2 separate regions of the Mus musculus genome follow, and region 1 is linked to region 2. A link is a contact called in public HiChIP or PLAC-seq data. All regions are on one chromosome and are shown on one strand. The core of a region is the stretch at or near the end of the contact, and the rest is flanking DNA. Distances in the headings are between cores, read along the strand shown.

The links. HiChIP or PLAC-seq counts read pairs in DNA pulled down with a chosen protein or histone mark.
Region 1: an H3K27ac HiChIP or PLAC-seq map of embryonic stem cells shows a contact between it and region 2, with 6 times the contacts expected there. The contact joins the promoter of Krt42 here to the enhancer-like site in region 2. A contact is called at or near these places in 3 of 39 promoter capture datasets (cranial neural crest, embryonic stem cells and hippocampal neurons), 3 of 115 datasets of contacts at active chromatin or transcription factors (embryonic stem cells and pancreatic cancer cells) and 1 of 9 other capture datasets (embryonic stem cells).

What each region holds. Positions count from the first base shown.
Region 1 is chr11:100,267,541-100,271,332 of GRCm38.p6, reverse strand. It overlaps Krt42 (keratin 42), which reads left to right and starts at 1,382. Exons shown (of 8, transcript NM_212483.3): 1 at 1,382-1,923. The coding sequence starts at 1,462.
Region 2 is chr11:99,133,168-99,136,912 of GRCm38.p6, reverse strand. No RefSeq gene overlaps it. Among named protein-coding and RNA genes, the nearest start is that of Ccr7, 20 kb to the left of the region's middle. Within about 2 kb of position 2,247, at least 48 of the 459 cell types and tissues checked have an H3K27ac peak or open chromatin away from gene starts, as enhancers often do. A contact at or near this core is called in embryonic stem cells, where this site is marked.

The DNA of each region.
Region 1 (3,792 bases), core at 133-2,632, 1.1 Mb before region 2:
CCTCCCTCCTTGTCCCCGAGTGTGGGCAAGGAGCCCAGGCCACCCGTGTGCCTTCCATCTCTGCCTGGGCCCCGGGCCCTGGCCACCCCTGGAGGCTCCACATTCAGACAGGCTCTGCTCAGACGCCAGTGTCCTGGCAGCACCTAAATCATTACCGCCGCAGAGATTAGGCAGCTAATCTCCTTGCTGGGTGGAGCGGCCGCCAGGCTGTGGGATCTCACCGCTCCCCTGCAGGGTGCCTGCTGACTCTCAGGACTGGGATGTGGCTCTTCCATGGGGCCTGACTCCTACTCAGGGTAACCCTGGTTATAGTCCTGCTTTTCTGTGGCTTTCCCTCCCCTGGTGCTGTCTCTGGGAACCCTCTGGGTCGGCTTTCCTCAGTTGTGGGGCAAGTGAGCAGGGGCCACACTTTTTCTCTGGTCTTAGGCTCCGTCTCCATCCTCCACACCCTTTTCCATCTCATCACAGCTTTGCCTGAGTCAAAAACCCTTGGGAGATATCAGTGGGTTTCTCCTTTATTATATATATATATATATATATATATATATATATATATATATATATATATATATATATATAGAGAGAGAGAGAGAGAGAGAGAGAGAGAGAGAGAGAGAGCAGCATGCCATGCTGTGTGTGTGGAGGTCAGAAGACAATTTTGTGGAGTCAGTCCTTCCTGCCTTTACTGTGAGTCCTGGGGATTGAACTCAAGTCATTAATCTTGTACAGAAAGTGCTCTACCTGCTGAGCCATCTTGTCTACCCTGATTTCCTTTTAGAGATGAAGAAACAGATACACGCTCATTGACTTCTTGAAAACCTAGAGCTCCCTTTTGCCAATGGCCGTATTTCTTCTTTCTTAGTCAGGGACCCTCAACTCTGAGGCTATGTCTTACCTTGAAAGCTTGGAATAGTTCCAAGAGAGCTGAGGCTACCCCAACTTAGACTGAGTGGCCCTACCAAGACTGTCATGTATGGGGCAAATATCCACGTCTTTCTCCCCGAGACCCTGGAATGTCAGGAGGGACCAGATCGCCTTCCTGGTTCCTGGGCCTGTGGAGCCTTGTTTGAGGCCCTTCCCTGTTCCTGGGCTAGATTCTTCGGACTCCCCCCAAGAATGAGCTCAGCTGCCTAATTGTGGTTAAGGACGGGAAGATCACCCTAGCCTGGGGCTACAGCTCCAATTCCACCTTTGTTTTGGAACAGAACAATGGACCACTAAGAGGTCACCCATGCTCAGGCTGGGCAGACACAGGAGGGGGCCTCAGGATACAGGGGTGAATTACACAGGTCCAGCCCAAGCCTCAGGCCGGGTGGCTGGCTGGAACAGAGACAAATTACAAGGTTGGGGTTTTGGCTTGGACTTCAAGGAACAGAGGCTCAGTCTCCCTTCAGCCTGGCTATAAAGGGTAGCCCAGGGTCTCCATCTAGTCCAGACCCTGTTGCTTGACCTGAGGATAACATGGCTTCCACTACCAGTGTCCGCCAGTTTTCAACTTCTGGCTCCGTTAAGGGCCTTTGTGCTCCCGGCATGGGATTCTCCCGGATGTCCTCTGTTCGTGTTGGGGGTGCCTGCCGGGCTCCCAGCCTCTTGGGAGGTGGAAGCTGTGGCAATATGTCCGTCACCTCCTCCCGCTTCTCAGCAGGCTTAGGAGGCGGCTATGGTGGTGGCTACACTTGCAGCCTGGGTGGGGGCTTTGGCTCCAGTTTTGGTGTGTCGGATGCCCTCCTAGGGGGCAGTGAGAAGGAGACCATGCAGAATCTTAATGACCGGCTGGCCACCTACTTAGACAGGGTGCGTGCCCTGGAGGAGGCCAACGCTGACCTGGAGGTGAAGATCCGTGAGTGGTACAAGAAGCAGGGCCCCGGACCGGCTCGTGACTACAGCCCCTACTTCAAGACCATAGAGGACCTGCGGAACAAGGTGGGAGCCTCTTACCTCCCTTCTGCTGTCTGCCCATGGTCCATCCTCAGAGTGGAAGACCTCCCCATCATAGACTTCCACCATTTGGCCATTCACCCCTCCTTCTCTCACATCTCTGGAATAACCCAGTGTCTCTGGGGTTGTCCTGGGTTGTGTGGTCTTTGGGAACTCTCCAAGAAGACGAAGGAGAATTTGTCTCCTCTCATGGAACTTATCTGGGGTGGGTGATAGAGGAGGGATGGGATAGCTTCAGGACTTTGAGGGCAGTTGCGGGCATTGCAACTGTAGAGAATAGCCTGATAAAGGGTCTGGGAGGTGGACAGTATCTGGTATGGATGCTGCAACATTAGGCTAGGTATGGTCATCTTCTTTTCTCTGGGGCTACTCTCCTGTAGCCTCACCCTTCTCCAGGTCACCATCCTTGATGGATGGCACCTGTCTTTTATCCAGAATCTTGGTATTCCTTCAACACTTTAATGTTCAGTCTATGCCCCGTTTCTTGCCCTGACTTCAGAGTCTGTGTGTTCTCAGGGTGTGTTAGTTGTGGGTTTCCCTCTCTCTATGATGGCTCTTTCAGGGTCCGGTTTTCAACTCAGACTGGAAGCTAGCTTGACCGAGGCGGACCCTCTCTCTGCCCCTTACATACTTTCTTGATCTCTAAGAAAATGATTTTGGCATCTGTAAATGTGGCCACTCAGGTCTTAGCACAAACCTGCTCTGGGATGGTCTGGGCACTGAGCCCTATGGAAAGCAGAGGTTGAAGATCACTGAGAGATAGACTAGCCACAGACTGGTCCCAGGCAGCTGTGAGGCTGACCCAGGCTCTGGGGTAGAGAGCCAGCCCTACGGCGGTCTAGTGAGGGGCTTTGTCTGCTCCTGCCTGGGTCCTCCACCTGGCATCAGGGGATTCCTGTAATCTCCTTTGGAAGCAGAGATCCTGGCTGTGCCAGATCAGATACCAGGTTTTGTTGGGGCAGCGGGGAACCCAGGGGAATCCTGGTGAGTCAGTGCTCGGCATTTTGGGGTTAGCCAACACTTTGCCATCATCCTCAGAGCAAAGTCCACCCCATTCCCCGGATTTCCATTCCCTGACCTCAATATTCTGGCTAGGCTTCCTGGGCACACTGCATATCAGGTACCTGGGGACACAGAAATGTCCAGGTCTCTGCAGGCTACAGATGGTGAGGCAGAAGAAGGGAAGAAACTTGACCCTTAGGTTCAGCCTGCATGACCAAGTCACTGCATGGAAATTAGGGCCTGGAGTAGGGTCTTGGAGAGGGCTGAGGTGGCCCTAGACATGCGATGGTTCCCATGTCTATGCTATGTCTATGGAACATCTTCCTCCTGGGTCAGTCTGAAACCATGATAACTTCCACCTAGCTCCTGCTATGGGGTGAGTTCTCCTCCCTCCCCACAACCCCATTAACACTCTTGCTCAGGCCCAGCCTTGGGCATTTCCAACAATTATGGACTTCCTGTCTCTTCTTGGGCTCTGCCCTGGCTTTGAGCAGGGGCCCGGTCATAACCTCATTAATCAATTAATTAGTCACATAATTAGACAAATACACCCTGGGGGCTGACTGTGGGCCAGGCGCTGTGCCCAGGCCTGGGGAGTCCAAAGAGAACCAGACAGGTATGGTCTCGATCCATTCCCATGTTGTTCTGAGTCCAGTGGGGGAGCAACTAACACAAAATGTAGTGGAAACTGAGATAAGATTGTCCCAGAGATGGATATGGGCTATGAGGGGGACAGCGGGGAGATGAAGGGGGCAGGGAGACACAGTGACATGGAGGTGGGGGAGTTGGCAGGGCTTTCTGGAGCAGGTAGGGGTGAGCTGGAGGTGAATTTAGTTGGGAATAAGGCCCAGG
Region 2 (3,745 bases), core at 998-3,497:
CTGTCCACTCCTTCTTCCCACTGGGCCCTGCTTCTCTCTCAGGCCTTCTTGGGCCTCCTGGCTCTGCCATGGAGCCACTGGGCAACATGAACAAGTCACCTGTCTGCTGCAGCTCCTCTAGAGCAAAAGAAAGTTCCTAGATGGAGTGAGTTTTACACCCATCCCCTGCGGTTCTGAGGTGCCTTGGGCATATTGACTGGGTGGGGTCAGGGAGCCCACATCTCAGGGCATGTTGACGCCTGGAAGGGGTGCAAAGTGCCTGGGTGAGGGGCTGAGGAAGCTACTCCACCCCCAGCTGTGGTTTCTGGTGGGGCCACTGGTGGCAGCAGGTGAGGGGAAGTATCTGTCACTCTTCCAACAAAGGCAATCAAACAAAAGCCTCCTGGGGCATTGTGGGAACTGCAGTAAAGGCGCCAAAAATAAAACACAACTTTCCTTTGATAGGCACTGGTAGCTGCCTGGGGGTTGTGACAAAAGTGTTCAGATTTCACACCTCAGTTCATACCCCAAACACACACACACACACACACACACACACACACACACACCAGTCTCACAAACAAGTCATATAATAGGCAGTCAATGATCCCAGAAGAAACATCTCCGTGGGCTGTGACACATGTCACAAGAACCACATATGTGTCAAATGGCTTGTCCTTTCCATTTTGAAATGTTCAATATTTTAAAAGAACTTTTAAATATCCTATTTTATTTCATGTATATTGGTTTTTGTCTGCATCTATGTCTGTGTACCCTACCATTCACAAAGGCCAGATTAGATTCCCTGGAACTGGGATTATAGACAGTTGTAAACTGCCAGGTGTGTGCCTGGAATCAAACTTGGGTCCTCTGAAAGAGCAATCAGTGCTTTTAAAATATATATACATATGTGTGTGTGTGTGTGTGTGTGTGTGTGTGTGTGTGTGTGTGTGTAAAATTTATTTTATGTATATGAGTACACTGTCGCTATCTTCAGGCATACCAGAAGAGGGCTTTGGATCCTATAACAGAGGGTTGTGAGCCACAGTATAATTGCTAGGAATTGAACTCAAGGCCTCTGGAAGAACAGCCAGTGCTCTTGACCACTGAGCCATCTCTCCACCCCTAAAGTTTTCAGTATGTTTTAAGCAAGGAGCTGAACGGGGTATTTTGTTCTTTGTCCTTCAAGCTACAGAACCAAACTTGCTAGCATTCATTCATAAATATTCATATGGGCAGTATGCCTAAAAATTATAAAATACTGATAGGCAAAAGTGCATACATTGCCCACACAGCGAGAGGAACAGACACATAGACCCCCACACACACACACACACACACACACACACTGGTACTACAGGGGCTCCCCTGTGTACACACACTGCAGTACAACTGCTTCCCCCATAAGGGACATTGACACCCACTCGAAAGGCCCAGAGAGAGCTCAACCACAACCCAGTGACATGAATGGATTGACTTAGCCAGATCAAGGCACCTCGATGGCACTGAAAGGAAGGGCTTAATCTCCTTTACTGTATCTTCAACTGTCACAGCTGGCCTCTCTTTCGGGCTATGGGCTCATCCACCAACCCTTGCAGCGGAGACTAAGGAAAAGGAGACCTTGGGGAGTAGAGGAATCCTTGGGAGGAGAGGTTGGGAGGAGGAGAAGAACATTAGCCAAAAACAGCAGGCTGGGCGACAACGGAGGCGCCTAGTGAACTGGCCTGAGTGGTGGTTCTGAAAGAGCCTGGGGGAGGCGGGGGCAGGTCTTGAACCCAGACAAGTCCGAGCTCCTGCTCTCACATGAACAGCCAATCCCTTGCCCCACTCCTCTTTCTAGCTAGGTGGCCTTGGGCACATGGCTGAACTTGCTTGGCCTCAGTCTCCATCTCCACGGAATGAGAAAGTATTGTCTGCATGGCAGGGTTGTGTGGTGCATGTGGAAGTTGCGGCCTCATCTTCTGGGCTCTCCCAACATTCAACAGTTTGCCTTCTTTCCCGGCCTTGCAATCCGACTCTTGCTTCAGAAACTCCAGACCCCCTCATTAACGGCAGACCTTCAGAATGTGTTTATTTCTTGTCTCCCCACCCCCACCCCACTTCCCAGCCAGATGCAAGCATGGGAGGTGGCCGTAGTTCAAGGCCCACCCTCCCTTCGGGGACTTTCAACGTTCCTCAGTTCCTTTTGATCCCATAGCTCCAGCCACAAGCCAAACAGCCCCCAAGGCCTCCAAAGTTTTCTGCCTGTGCTCTCTACCCCTAACCCCAGTGCTGCCTGTAAGAAACCGTTCCAGGCTCTGCCCAGAAGCCCCTCCATCCTGTTAGGTGATACCAGATGCTCAAAGAGTGACCCAGAAAAACAATTCTTTTCAGCTCATTGTGATGGTGCACATCTGTAACCCCACCACGCTGAGGAGGCTAAGGGAGAAAGAGAGAATTCTCGGCCAGCCTGGGCTACAGATCAAGACCCTGTCTCAGAAAAATTCCAACAAAATTGCTGGGAAATATTGCTCAACCATCGGAATGCTTACATAGCATGCATGAGTGCAGCATAAACTTAGCGTGGTGGTTCAAGGCCTGCAATCCCAGCACTTGGGAAGTGAAGGCCGGGGATCAGAAGTTCAAGGTCACTCTAGGCTACAGGGAGAGTTCAAGACCGGACTGGGCTATATGAGATTCTCGTCCTAATCAACTCAAGCAAACAAGCAAACAGACACACACAAACTCACAGTCACCCACACGTGGATAAAAGACCCCCTGAGTGGCTACCAACAGGAAACCCAAGAAAAGTCCCTTTACCCACTAGGCCACCTTGAAGGCCCCGAAAACCGGATTCCATTAGAATTCTTACACGGGGAAGGCATAGATCACCAGGAAGTCTGCCAGGCATCCCTGTTGATTTGCAGAGATAAAAACTGAGCCACTGAGGGATGAAATGACCAGCGAGCACCAGAGGTAGTGCCTGTGGCTTTTCAGATACACCACCTCTAGGATACAGTGACCAGATACAACACGGCCTGAGTTCACCTCCACCACCCCCACCCCCAACCACCACCACCCCCACCCCCAACCACCACCCCACCACCCGCACAGCTGCTTCCCATTTGAGGGGAGGAAGAGGAATAGCAGCAGGCCGGCTGGAGGACGGCCAGGAGGGGAGGTCTGACCACCAGGCGCCCCCTTGACAGGGAGGAAGCAGCAGAGAAAGAGAGAGAGAGAGAGAGAGAGAGAGAGGGAGAGAGAGAAAGCTTTGACCACCAATCTGCATCCTGGTTTCATCATGCCTCATTTTCATGGTGCCCTGACAAGCACTTCCTGAGTGTTAGTTTCCCTGTTTGAGCATCGAGTGTAGAACTCCTAGTAACACATGGTGTGGTAGAGAAGGTAGGGGAAGACACTCTGCAGACAATAGCCAGGATGATCCCCTGCCCTCTGGGTCACTCACTCAGCAATTCAGGGGTTGTCTTTGCCCTATAAGATGTAGAAATTGGCTGGTCCCCTTGACACCTGAGGACAGAAGTCACTGGCTTTGAGTACAGAGGGAATGGGGGTGCTGTAGCCAAGTTCCTGGGCTTTGATGATCTCCACAAAGAAGCCAGCCTCATCTGACTGAGCCCAGCACCTTCCAAGAAAGGACTGTGGTGCTTCACAGCACCACACTAGCAAGTACAGAACAACTAACTCCTGGCTGGTACCCAGAGCCCAGTGTCTGGCACATGGGAGGTTTAAAAAATAAATAAACAAACAAACAAACAAATAAATAAAT